2 separate regions of the Sorghum bicolor genome follow, and region 2 is linked to region 1. A link is a contact called in public HiCAR-type data. All regions are on one chromosome and are shown on one strand. Each heading gives the region's core, a stretch centred on a gene start, on an enhancer-like site or on the middle of the called end of the contact. The rest is flanking DNA. Distances are from core to core; before and after follow the strand shown. Region 1 holds the start of LOC8074636 (probable protein phosphatase 2C 45). Region 2 holds the start of LOC8074638.

Region 1 (7,084 bases), core at 3,390-5,889:
GGTTGACACAGCAACAGTCGTCGGACTTGTCAGCAGCACCGCGAATTCCGTGTGATTAGCCCGATTCCTTCATAAAAACTTTGACACCCTCGTGTGGGATATGCCGTGGCAACAATTATATCTGTGCCTCATCACAAAAGTGACTTGTTGCCCAATAAGGCCCATGTAATGAGCGACCCGATTTATGGGCTAAATCTTGTTGCAAGCTGGTCCATAGTGGGCTTGTGTGGCTCATGTTAGAGACTATTAACATGTTGACCCGTTTCTTTTAGCCTGTTACATTTTTTGAGCCAAGACCCGTTTCAGTTAGTTTTCTAATGGACCTAAATCATTCCAAACCAATTCTTTATAGGGCCTAACAATTCGTCACGGTGTGGCCCAGTCCCATTTATGCTTCCAACACATAATACAGCAAGCAACCCAGCAATCACATCTACTCCAGTAATATAAGCAAAAAAAGATCAACATGGTCGCATTTAAGCGTTATGCATTATCACAGAGGCATCACCAAAATTACCTGCTCGTACGGTTCAGACTTCAGACTGTGCAATCAAGCTATCATCAGCGTGGTGCTTTATCCCAAAGGCATCACCAAAAATTACATGCTCATATGGTCCTAGAGGCATCATGTTTTTTAGCATGGTTCAAAGATTCCCCTTTCTTTTACTTCCATACATTTGCACGTTCCTAATTATATAATTTCATTCTTGTTTAGGTCAAAATTCATATATGTAAAACAGTTAATTTGCATAGTATAATACGATAATCCACGCACTTCTTTAGAATTTCGACCTTCCGATTTTTGTACACCCGAGTAAAGTTGATAGCTCACCTCCGTCCCGGCTTGGTAGCATTCAGGTCCATGACAGCCGAACACCACAAGGCGAATGTAGGGAGATATAATTGTTACATACTGCAGTGTACAACTTTCGTTCAAATAGTTCGACAGTTTTACACGCACTTACTGCCAGGAAAATCTCTAGCATGATTTCATGAATCAACAGCACGGACAGCTACATCACTGAGCTTAACGGAAAGATGGGGAAAAGGGGACCATACTGTAACTACACCAGCCCTATTCGTCATTCTGCAGCCAGGAGCATGAGCAGCATCAGGACGACGATGGGGGCAGTCAGTTTCCTTACGGAATGCGGAACAGCAGCCAAGACACACGGAGCATCTACTTTGAGCATCAGATACAGCAGCCAGAAGATCACACACGCATGATGCAGCCCTACAGGAGACAACTAGGAGTTTTGGTCATTGGTGGTCTCTTTGTCTTCGCCTGATTTATCACCGGTAGTTCCATCTAGGAAGCGGACAATGACAACTGTGATGTTATCGGAGCTTCCCCTCCGGGAAGCTTCTTCGAGAAGCTTGTTTGCTGCTTCCTGGGGGTCCTGAATTGGCTTGACCATGGCAACAGCTTCCTGGAAAATACATTATGTCAGGTAGAGTGATAGACAGACCCTTGCACTGAAGGAAATATTTAGTAACATTTGTAGGTACCTCATTAGTGACAACATCCCACAGTCCATCACTAGCAAGGATGAGGAATTCGAGGGAGCTGTCGACCACCTCCTCCTGATTGCAATAGCAAAAGTCGTTTTCAGATGGCTAAGGGGGGAACTTGATGTATGACATTGCTTATGATGGAATCTCCATTTATTAGCACTCATTACAAATTCACCATACTTCCTCAAACCATGATATGTTTGGAAAACCATTGAGACAATCCATGATAAAACAGAAGTGCATGACAAACCTTGATTTCAGGGTCAGCGACAACATACTGCTTCAAGAGTTTATCACCAAATGCTCGAGAGACAGCGAGAACACCACCCACTCGCCATGTCCCTGCAAATTTCGAATAAATCAAACAGTAGAAATAACAGTAATTCCACATAATATGATAGATGGTTTCTTTTTATGGATAGATTCAGAGGAATCAATACCAGCCCACATAACAAAGCCCCCTGCATCCTCAATTCTTTGTCTCTCATCTGTCTGATCAGGTTTGTGATCTCTTGAAACCGCAATCGCTGCAGGGCAAGACGGGGAAGACATAAAAAAAATGTATTGAATATAAGTGGAACACGATTAGCTTGAAATCCTGATGTTCTGCTTATCCATTCGTCATGGGGAAATACTCGTCCAGGAAAATACACAGCATACAATAATTTGAAAGCTTCTGATACAAGTTGAAGTATAAGAGCAGACACTAAGATATGTCATGTTACCGATGATAAACTTACCCTGTCCTCCTTTACAAATAACAGCTCTAGAATCTCCAACATTTGCAACAAGCAAACGGTCACCTACAATGATAGCTGTTGAGGCAGTTGAGCCAGCATCTCGAGTTTGACTGCTGTCAGCTTTAAGAAATTCTGAATCTGTCTGGTTGTAAGTTTCGGCTGCAGCAAAATAATAGAAGGATATCAGGATCACCATATCGCAATCACTCAGTGTACAAGTCGAAAGTCCACTATAGTTAATATGAACACACCAATAGCAGCCTTGGTATCAGTGATGAACTTTGGGTGTTTGATTAAATTGCTGAAAAGATGCTGCTTAACATATTCAGCTGCTCTGACTCCTCCATGACCTACAACAGAAACAGAAAACCATGCTCACCTTACAACTCAAAATATCAACTTCATCAGGGAGTGCTGCCATTAGGAGAACCAACGGAATTGGTATCACTTCAGAGGTCACTATGCAGTACATACCATCATATACACCGAACATTCCAACTTTCTCTCCGTCAACGTCGTCTATCCTTGCCTCATAAAAGTCCTCCATCGATGCTCTTTTCCCAGGAGAACTCGCAACTCCATAACTGAACCGCCCATTTTCACTATTACTGCAAGGGGGAATGTTGTGTCAAACAAGTGTGATTTCGGACTTATATGACATTGCACGCTATGCATACCAGAGAGAAATTCAGTACAAGGAATTTCATATGACATCAATAATACACTGATTGAGCTGATAGGAAGTTTGCATGCTCTATAATCCAAAAAAAAACATCTAACTCCCATAACAGAAACTTTTTATTTCTGTTTTAATTAGCTTGGAATACCATTTAACACGTTAGCATAACAAGTTATGTTATAGAAAACAAACATAATCTTGTCAACCATTGACTACCAAATCAAATATAGACAGACTTTCAGACAAACACATGTAGCTAGTCAGAACTTGTTAGTATTCAAAGAGCATGGATGCGAGGAACGTCTTATTTGCAAAAGGCCACATTCAGTGACCCAATACATCGGCACGGCCGATATGGTTAATTAGCATATCAAAACATGGAAAATCCTGAATAAAAAAATAAAAAGTTACGAGGTCTAGTTAGTGGAGCTTTAGGCCTTGTTTAGTTCACAAAAATTTTCAAGATTCTCCGTCACATCGAATCTTTAGTCGCATGCATGGAGCATTAAATATAGACAAAAATAAAAACTAACTGCACAGTTTACCTGTAATTTGTGAGATGAATCTTTTGAGCCTAGTTACTCCGTAATTGGACAATGTTTGTCAAATAAAAACGAAATGCTACAGTACCAAAAACAAAAAATTTTGCCAACTAAACGAGGCCTTAGATAAGCATGCACGACCCAAATCGTAATAGATCCTGAGGCTTAGGCACACGAACATAAAAAGTGGAAGAAAAAATGATAGTCCTCAAATCCAATTATGAGAAGAGGCAGAAGAAAGGTCCCGAACGATCTGATCCCAGGGCAAGCAAGTAACCCGCCATCGTTGGACCCTCGTATCGTAATCAACATGATCAAACAAGTGAACACAAATAAGGTAGGTTACAGTAACAATTGGGTAGATCTAAGTGAGAGGCTGGGCCGGTCGCGCTCGAGTCCGGTGTCCCGAAATCCACAGCCACAGCATCGTCAGACAAGCCAGGGAGAGGGTGGTACAGTAGTATAACTCGTCCCCGCTGCCCACGGATCTCGGCTCCGACCGAGGCGCCATAGCCTCCTGAAAAAGGTAGGCTAGGCTCTCGTTGCCCACGGCGAAGTCAACCAGATAGATGGGGGGCGAAAGCGAAAGCAGGAGGAGGAGCGAGAGGGGATGGAAAAATTAACCTGAGGTGTTGGGCGGTGTCCGCCGACCCGTCCCCGGCGAGCCCCATGCGCGCCACCTCCGCGCCGCCCTCCCGGCCCTGGCAGCACCAGCAGGAGGAGGGCCCCGCGAGCAGGAGGAGCACCACCAGCGAGAGCGAGAGGCGCGCGGATGGAGGTGCCGGTGCCGGTGGTGGTGGTGGTCCCCACGGCCCCTCCTCGCGCATGAAAAGAGGCGCACAGGGTGGGAGGGGAGGTGGGAGGGAAACGGATGGACGCGAGGAGAGGGAGGTGTGCAAGGGAAGGGAAGGGAAGCCGAAGCGAAGGGAAAGGAAGAGAGCTGCTCGCTCGCTCGCTTTGAGGAAGGAAAGCAGAGGAGTGGACGAGAACGGTCGGCGAGGCGGATGACGTGGCGGGAGGCGCCGCGACTGGACGGACCGGGACCCGGACCCGGTCAACGCCCCCGGCCCCCGGGCGAGCTCTTCTTCGCCGCCTGTCCTGTCGCTCACGGTCGTCGTCGGGGTGCTGCCTTGTTGCGCTTGCTCCATCACTCACCTTCCGTCGCAGGGTCAGATTCATTTCTTTTTAGATTTTTCGTCACATTAAATCTTACAAAACATACACAAAACAATATTATATATATAAATATAAAAGATAACTAATTACAATGTAATTTAAAAAACAAATCTTGTAAGTATAGTAGTCAAACTCAAAAGGTTTTGGATGTATAAATAAGGTCTCACCATACGTCCAGAACGTCACGTCTCTCATGCACGCACGGAGGACGAGTAGACGGAGGACGTCGTGGTTTCCATGCAACATCCCGCGCGCGCCGCTCCATTGCCATTGGATCTCGCTCCCGCGCTCCAGGCCGGCCGGCGAGGCAATGTCATGATGATGAGGGCGGTGCCCTCGAGATGCGCACGCACGCGTCGTGGACATGTGTGTGGGCAGCGTGGGCGACGACGGCCGTGACGCGGGTATATACCAGGATCGCGCGTCAACTGCAGTTGCTACACAAGTTCGAGGGGGAAAAAAAAATGGGCGGACACAACAGTAGGCAAAGGCCTTGTTTAGTTCGCAAAATTTTTCAAGATTCCCCGTCAAATCAAATCTTGCGGCACATACATGGAGCATTAAATATAGATGAAAACAAAAACTATTTGCACAGTTCATCTGTAAACCGCGAGATGAATCTTTTGAGTCTAGTTACTCTATAATTGGACAATGTTTGTCAAATAAAAACGAAAGTGCTACAGTGCCGTTTTTCACCATTTTTTGCGAACTGAACAAGGCCAAAGCTTATAACGAACTTGGGACTTGTTTAGTTCACCGTGAAAACCAAAAAGTTTTCAAGATTCCTCGTCACATCAAATCTTGTGGCACATACATGAAACATTAAATATAGATGAAAACAAAAAACTAATTACACAGTTTAGCTGTAAATCACGATACGAATCTTTTGATCCTAGTTAGTCCATGATTAGATAATATTTGTCACAAACAAACGAATATGCTGCAGTATCGAAAACTTTTTACTTTTCGGCCTTTGAACAGATGATGGCTGCCATTTTCGTGCTCGTCCTGAGACCGTCCATGGCACATGCATGCACGGGATGTGGGAGTCCTCTGCGTCGTCAGTCGTCAGTCGTCACGTGCATGCAGAGCATTGCTGGGCCCATGCAGAGGAATAGGTTCTTTCGGCAGAAAAGGATGGAAAGAGAAAGAACATCAGGCAGGCACACGATGCGGGTAAGAATTCGCTTCTGATCCGATCGATTCTGAATTATAGAATACGATGAAGATCTTTTATAAGATAATATAAATAAATATCAGCCTGTTCGCTTGAGCTTATCGATCGAATCTGCTCAGCAGCATGTTCGTTTGAGCTTATCGATCGAATCTGCTCAGCAGTGTTTTTCTCTCACAACAAATCAAACAAACAGTTATTTTTGACATGGCTTATCAGCCAAACGAACAAGGTTACAATAATTCTTGATAAAGAAAAAGGACTTGTTAGTTGATACTCCTTTTCCTTTTTTTTAAGTGTCATATTTGGTTTGTTCTAAGTCTAACATGTGTATCTTTGACCACTGATTTTTTAAAAAAACGTTATATAATTTTATTTAATAAGTTTTATATTTTTAGATTTATTATGAGAAATACTATCATAATATATAATTCATATGTTGTAAAACTGTAAAGATTTTTTAAAAATGGTTGATCAAATATTGCAATGTTTGACGAGTAGCTCTATGGTTGTTTCATAAAATCTATGCTAAATTTGAATCCGGGGACGTCTTTGTTATTACTTATCCACTAGTAAATGATCATTTCTGAATTGTGAGTGCATACCCTATTTACTGTTAAATGTGTCTATGTGAATCCTATGACATGAACTCAAAGTGCAAGATTATTGTGCACCGCTCCCTGTTCACTGTTTACACCTGTTTTGGTTTCCTTTGCTAAATTTTAGCTAACTAAAATTATTTTAGCTACTCTTGGATGACTAATGAAACTAAGGCTCTGTTTAGTTTTTCTTGCTAAATTTTAACTAGCTAAATTTTAGTCACTTTAGTAGCTAAAGTTTCAAACACATTGACTAAAAAGAGATAAAATAGTTTAGTTCCATTAGTCACAAAAAGTAGATAAAATAATTTTAGCTAGTTAAAATTTAGCAAGGAAAACCAAACAGACTCTAAACTATTTTAGCTCTTTTTAGTCAATGTGTTTGGAACTTTAGAACAAGCTAAATTTTAGCAAGGGGAACCAAACAGGATCTAAATCTGTGCATGCATAATAATGGCTAATTTGCTAGAGATTTATACAGTAGTTTTATTGAGGACCTGTTATACAGTAGCTAAAATTATATATCAGCCTTACTAAATTTTAGCTAGTTAAAATTATTTTAGCTACTCTTGCGTAACTAATGGAACTAAATTTGGGACGGAAACGAAAAGACGTAACGGATGTCAGAGCATCTCCAACAACTTGGTAAAATTCACTTG
Region 2 (7,084 bases), core at 2,555-5,054, 44 kb before region 1:
CTCATTGTAGAACTGAAGCATATAATTTTATAAAAAAGCTAAATATTATTAACCATGTTATATAAAAGCTAAATATTTTGACAATGTCGTATAGAAGATAAATATTAAGGAGTACCTTCTGGAGTTGGTACTGGATCCCAAGAAGGCGGAGGTTCACCTTCCCCAACTCTAAATGGTGGAGGAGAGATCTACAAATGACAAGAAACAATTTTTGAGTCAAATAAGAGTTTATTCTGAGCCAAATAACAAGAAACCAACGCTGAAATAGCTGATAATTGAAGCGACGTGCTAAGCCAAGTTGAAATAGCTGATAATTGAAGCGACGCTGCAGGGAGCTACGCCACACTTCTCTACAAGAAACCAACGCTGAAATTGCTGATAATATTACAATCACATAGGAGTATAGAACAGTAAAACATTCTTAAGCCAAGTTGTTGTAACATGTTGTGCTGATGCATGCAAACTGCAAGTAGGTACTGTACACTCCTAACAAAAACACGCCAATGGTAAATAAACATGCTGCTACATAGTAGTGCAGTCAGAGGTAACCACACACTATTATATGCTGTACGTAAGCAGGCTGATAAGCTCATTGGCCAGGGAAATTGGGAAAAGGCATCTCACTTTTCACTGACCACACGGATTAGGAAGATGCTGTCAAGCTGAAACACTGCTACGACTGGTAACAGTTTTGAGAGTTAAACTACTACTAGCGGTGTGATTGGTGAATGCCTGAATGGTGATGCCCCAACTAATGCTCTCGATCTCAAGAATTTGACACAGCAAGGCCACATCCGCTCCTCTCTTAGTTATTAGAACAGAAATTGGATCTCTCTGAATAAAGAAACAGAGGGAAAGATAAACAAATCCGATCCGGAGGACCAGTATATATGTTGTTGTTCGGAGGCCATGGCTGCTTCCCCTGTCCTGCTCGTCACCGCTGGGCTCTGCCTCTGCGCGTTGTTGCTCAGAGCAGGGGAGGCGGCGACGAGGGGAGGAGCAGCGGTGGTGGAAGCAGCAGCGTCGTCGGCATTCCGCAGCAGGGCGACGGACCCAAACATGGAGGTGAAGTTCGACTTCTCGCCGTTCCTAATCCAGTACAAGAGCGGCCGCGTGCAGCGGTTAATGGGCACGACGTTCGTCCCGGCGTCCATGGACTCGCGCACCGGGGTGGCCTCCAGGGACGTCGTCGTGGACCACAGGACGGGCCTCGCGGTGCGGCTGTACCGGCCGAGCCGTCGCCCCGTGGCCGCCAGTGGCGGAGGCGGAGGCGGGAGGAGGCTCCCCGTGCTCGTCTACTTCCACGACGGCGCGTTCGTGGTGGAGTCGGCATTCGACCCCGTGTACCACAACTACCGGAACGCACTTCGCGGTGCCGCGCCGAAGGAGCTGGCCCGCCTGTGGAGCCTGCGGGTGCTCGACCTCAGCGCGAACGCACCAAGAGTCGCCGACGCGCGCGTCGTCGCCCAGCGATCAATCGCAACCACCATGCCCAAGATCCAAGAACCCTAGAGGAGGGAGAGAAGACGAGGACGAAGGGGAGAGCGAGGGATCACCGGCGAGAAGGACGAAGAAGGGGAAGGACGTAGGGTTGGAGTCGGTCGCGTCGCCGTCGTCTCGCACCGCCCCGCCGTCGCCGCCGTCGCCTCCACTACGGCCTGCAGCTGCGGGGTCTCGACTGCTCGTGGTGCTCGACTGCGCCGTCTCAGGCCTGACTCCGTTCCGGAGGGTAGGAGGTCGGGCTTTGTTCCAGACGTGGAAAGGGGTGGAATGGCCAAACCAGGCCAGATTTCTTTCCTGGGCCAGCCCAAACCGAACGACAAGTTGAGGCGGATCTGGTTTCAAAACGGGCCGGTGGCAATCCACACGGATTGAGCAGCGAAACGGGCCATTCCGGCCGAAACGAACGAGGCCTAATTTAGTTCTTCTGATCTCCATCAACAGATGCCTGCTTCAAAATTCCGACAAGCGGTCAGCAGTGCAGATGAATTAGTGGCGTGTGTTTGTCCATGTTTTGTGCAATCATGCATGGGTGCTTCTATACTTGCTACGTAATGCCTTAATTGGAACCCGTTTTTATATATGTGAGTGTTAAATCATCAAATGATCTTTTGTGCAATTTTTCTTCCTCGATACAGTAAATAGTATGACGTCTGTATATTTGGCTTTTGCTAAACCTGAATGTGTTATCTCAACCTGAAAGAAAATTAACCTGAAAGAAAATTATTTTAAATACGTATACTAATGACGTAAAATGAGCCACCACGTGTTGTATCATTGACAGGTGATCTGATCGACATTCTCTATTGGCTTATAGACGTGATATCAGTTCAGGTAAGTTGATATAATTGATAAAAATATGAGTAGGACCCTGCAGGATATGGTCACTTTGGTTTAGTATGTACAGTTTGAAAGCTGATTGCTTTTTTAAGCGTGCCTATATAGTCATTCGATCTCTAGGAGTGTGATTTTTACTATAGTTCTGAACTTCTGATTAATCTTCTGCTGCAGGACTTCCTGCTCTTTATCATATCTCTGATTCAGGCATGTTTCCACAACTCATCTCATATCTAAATCTAATTAAATGACTTAATATGAACAACTGACCTTAAGTTTTCAAAGTTAGCCCTGTACATTTAACTGCAGACTACGTACTATCTAAATCACCAATAATGTTCAAGACTCTTGAAAACCAATCATGTTCACAGTTTTTTGGTTGTACCAATTCAATCTACAAGCTAGGGTGCTTATTATTTAATAGTTTGCTCGCCGTTGTGAGTGTGACTGCGAGAGCCGAGAGGATCCAATCTAATTGCGCTGTCAACATTTTGAGGTCGAACCGAATTGTGTTGTTAACAGTATTGTAGCTACATTCATTGCATTTAGTGTTTTTCTAGCATTAAAAAACAAGCTTGAGTTGAGTTATTTTTTATTTGATGGATTTTGAAGAAGGGAAATAGCGCACCTGTCAATTCCAGACAATTTTAATTTCTTGCCACAAATTAATCCAAACATCCCTGCAACCTTAATCAGTATCCATACTACGCCCCCTCAAATCAACATCTCTGCCACTTCCCCTAATCAGTATAGGTGTTGTAACCCTAATTTTTTTTTATTATGGTCCCTAATCAGTATTCTTTTTGCGACCAGATGTTGTGAAAAAAATAGCGACAAGTACTAAAAAAATTACTAGCGCTGAGTCACACTACTGATTACAAAATAAAAAACTAGCAAGTACGAAAGACACTAACAAAATACTGGCAACTACAAGAGTCGGCCTTGTTTAGCTCGTAAAAATTTTGGTTTTTGGCTACTGTAGCACTTTCGTTTTTATTTGACAAACATTGTCCAATCATGGAGTAATTAGGCTCACAAGATTCATCTCACAAATTACAGATAAACTGTGCAATTAGTTTTTATTTTCGTCTATATTTAATGCTTCATGCATGCGACCAAAGATTCGATGTGACAGAAAGTCTTAGAAAAATTTTTGCGAACTAAACAAGGCCTAGTAAAAATCCAAAAACTGGTAACTACTAAAATACAGGCAACTAGCGATCATGTAGCCCTGTATCTTTTACATTTTCCTTTTTTTGTTTTTTGATGTAAAATTTTTTGAAGGAATCAACAGTGACGTGCATGGTCACATGGTCAAAGATAGCCTAAAGCCAGCGGGTAACCGAAATAACCGCCGCTAACTACCCTCGGAGCCGTAGGTGTAGAAGAGCGGCTGGGGACGCTGCCACGTGGGGCACCCGGGCCTCTCTTAAACCGGACCGTTGGGAGTTCCAGGACTCGTCCTCCCCCTCCCTGCACGCCTGGCCTGGGCTGGCCGCCGCCGCCCGTCCACCGTCCTCCGCCGCGCCGCCGCCAAGCCTGGGCCGTCTGCGAGGGCTTCAGATGGCCCTCTGATCCTCGTCTTCTTCACCTCGATCTCCACCATGAAGGTCAATACCAAGGTCAAGCTGGAGGTACGTATATGTACTTCGCCATTCATCATGGTTAAAAAAAGATTTTTTTTTATTAATTCTCTCTATACTATATGTTTGTTTATGTTATTATTATATATAATTTTGATTCATAATGGCACGAGGGCATCATCGTCATCAGAACTAAAAAGATACATAGAAGAATTTTCATTTATCTTTAATATTGTTATTATATTATATATAATATAAACTAGATATATATAAGTTTATATATATATATAGATATAGATATGTAGATGTATAGAGCCAGAGATATTATGAAGGAAAATAGTATCTTGGAAACTAAGTCAAAAGTTATGAGATGAAGTCTTGATTTGCTACATATATCTCTTATAGGTTATTGCAACCGTATATAATGAATTCTCCAACGACAGCACGGATCTCTTATAAATCATCATTATACAATTTGTTTGCAGCCCCCAAAGCAGGCCATGGCGCCGTCGCGGTCCCTGCCGCGGAGCGCCAGCGAGCTCGCCGACCCGCCGTCGCCGTTCAGCTCCAACCCGGCGCACCAGCCGGTGACCGTGCCCAACACGCCCGGGCTGTCGTCGTGCTCGTCGTTCGGCCGCATGCTGTCGTCCCCGCCCAACGACAAGCAGCAGCAGCAGCAGCAGGGCAAGCCCAAGCCGACGGCGGCGGCGGCCGCCGCCGCGTACTACGCGTCGCTGTGGTCGCCCAGGCGCCTCATGCAGCGCGCCGCCCGCGCGTTCCGACGCAGCAGGTCGCGCGGCCGCGTCAGGACGGTCAAGGACCTCGCCGAGGAACGGGCCTCGGTGCTCGCCTCCAGCAGCTGCAAGGTCTCCGACGCGGCGGCGGGGCTGCCGCCTGCATGTGCCGAGGTCGCCTGCGGCAACGGTGCTCGCGGCTGCGCCGTGGGCAGCGTGAAGGATGAGCCGCAGCAGCAGCAGCAGCGCCACGACGATTACCACCACGAGATCGTGCCTGAGAAGATCATACGCGAGGACTCGCCGCCGCCTGCGCCGGTCGTTTCTGAATGGAAGGAGACCGCCGCCGCCGCAACCACGGAAGACGAGGAGGTGGAGACCCCCAAGAAAGGAGCGGCGCCTGCACCGGAACCGGTGCCGGAGCCCGTCGTCGTCGTCGTCGCCGCCGCTGCAGCCGAGGACGACGTGGTGGCGGACAAGTTCGTGACGGTGGTGAAGGAGGCGATCAAGAAGCACGAGGCGGACGAGAAGAAGGAGGCGATGCGGAGGTTCCAGGGCAGCCGGGTGAAGACGGCGATGGAGGCGCGGCCGGAGTCGGAGCAGCCGCGTCGCCGGGAGGTGGTGCGGAGCAACGACGTCATTGAGGAGGCGCGCACCAAGCTGCTGGAGAAGCGCCAGTGCAGCAGGGTCAAGGCGCTCGTCGGCGCCTTCGAGACCGTCATGGACACCAAGAAGGACGCCGCCGTCGTCGCCGCCGGCAAGCCGCTGCACCAGTTCCGGAAGTCGGCCTAAAACCACCATGCAAGCTAGCCACCGCGACGGCGACGTCCGCATGCATCATATCGATCCTCCACCACGCTTCGTGTCGATCTTCGCCTTAATTATTAATTACTATTATAAAATCCTGGCCAGCCCGTCGCCGCATGCATGCACGGCGCTAATTAATCCCTATTTACTACTAATTAACTCCGGTTAATTCGTGGCAAACCATGTATATAGCGTCATGGCGTTCTCCATCTACACAGGAGGAGGGAAAATGGGGGGAGACCGATGTTGCCTTCTGCAGAAATTCTTCTTATATAATTATATAATTCATCGGTTTTATTCCTCCCTAGATACATGAGTGTTTTAATTTGGTAGAATTTGTTCATTGTGATGAGATTCGGAACGTTTGAACCAACATACTATTGCATCGGCGATGCATGCACCTAGCTAGTTTGGTTGTGCGTACGAGAGAGCGCTTCATGCGTCTATGCTTTTTCTCTCACACTACCCTCTTAACAAGAGCTTTTCCTCTCACTAACCTCTTGCTACCATGAATGGTAACAAGAGACCACCAGGATTCACAAAGAATCATATTCTCATTACCCTCTTAACAAGAGCTTCTCCTCTCACTAACCTCTTACCACCATGAATGGTAACAAGAGAGAAGGATGGACAAATAATCATATATCATACTCTCTCTGGATCTCGGATAACATAAATATATATAGGAGGCATCCCAAGAAAAGAAACACATATAGGAAACAAACAAATAGTTCTACCTCATCCAGAGGAGAGAAACACAGTTCTACTTGCACATATCAACCTCATCTGGAGAAGGGAAAGGTTACCTGCATAGATTAATCTCATTTCGATAAGGGAACGCTCCATTGAATATATTCATTCCGAATACATTCTTTCACAGGTTCGATCTTTTCTTGCTTTTAAGCTATTGAAAGTCCAAAAAAAACCCCAACAAAGTAAACATATACTGGTTATGTATGTTGGCAGGGGGCGGAGCCAGGGGTCCAGCAGGAGTGTATGTGCCCTTATTGATGTATTCTAGTCAATAAATAACACAAAATATTTTGATTTGTCTAAACTCTGCCTATCATATTTGATCTAGTGACTGATTCAGCTGATTGCATGATTGTGTATTCAGAAAATCATAAGCCGAGGGCCTTGTTTAGATGTGAAAATTTTTTGAATTTCACTACTGTAGCACTTTCGTTTGTGTGTGGTAAATATTGTCCAATCATAGACTAATTTTTCAAAATAAAATTTTCGCGAACAAACAAGGCCCCACAAAATTCAAAAACTTTTTAAGATTCTCATCACATAAAATATTGCGACATGCATCAAACATTAAATATAAATAAAAAATAACTAATTGTATCGTTTACATATAATTTGTGAGATAAATCTTTTAAGTATAATTAATCTATGGAGAAAAAAATAATTATTAAATATAAATGAAAGTGCTGTCGTATTAAAATCTAAAAGCTTTTTGATTTAAACGAGGGCTATTTGTGGTCAATGGCTCCCTCTCTCTCGGAACTCTGGAACGCTTGTCCAAACATGCGGCCGCCGGCCTGGCGGAGACACGCTGATGCTGCTCCTTCATAGTTTAGCTAGTACTGTGCTCCTTCATGTTGATGTGCTCCTTCA

Evidence for each region. HiCAR-type assays count read pairs that join an accessible place to other places.
Region 2: a contact with region 1 is called in a HiCAR-type map of leaf, with 3 times the contacts expected there. The contact joins the promoter of LOC8074638 here to the promoter of LOC8074636 in region 1. A contact is called at or near these places in 1 of 4 Hi-C or Micro-C datasets (leaf mesophyll) and 1 of 1 datasets of contacts at active chromatin or transcription factors (leaf).

The regions. Positions count from the first base shown.
Region 1 is chr4:3,388,257-3,395,340 of Sorghum_bicolor_NCBIv3, reverse strand. LOC8074636 (probable protein phosphatase 2C 45) reads right to left here and starts at 4,639. Exons shown (of 8, transcript XM_002451504.2): 1 at 4,101-4,639; 2 at 2,730-2,863; 3 at 2,507-2,605; 4 at 2,256-2,414; 5 at 1,956-2,042; 6 at 1,766-1,857; 7 at 1,510-1,584; 8 at 889-1,430. The coding sequence starts at 4,624. The coding sequence ends at 1,248.
Region 2 is chr4:3,430,957-3,438,040 of Sorghum_bicolor_NCBIv3, reverse strand. LOC8074638 reads left to right here and starts at 3,804. Exons shown (of 2, transcript XM_002453257.2): 1 at 3,804-3,971; 2 at 4,406-5,768. The coding sequence starts at 3,942. The coding sequence ends at 5,446. LOC8069973 (a long non-coding RNA gene) reads right to left here and starts at 1,713. Exons shown (of 3, transcript XR_002452699.1): 1 at 1,557-1,713; 2 at 116-188.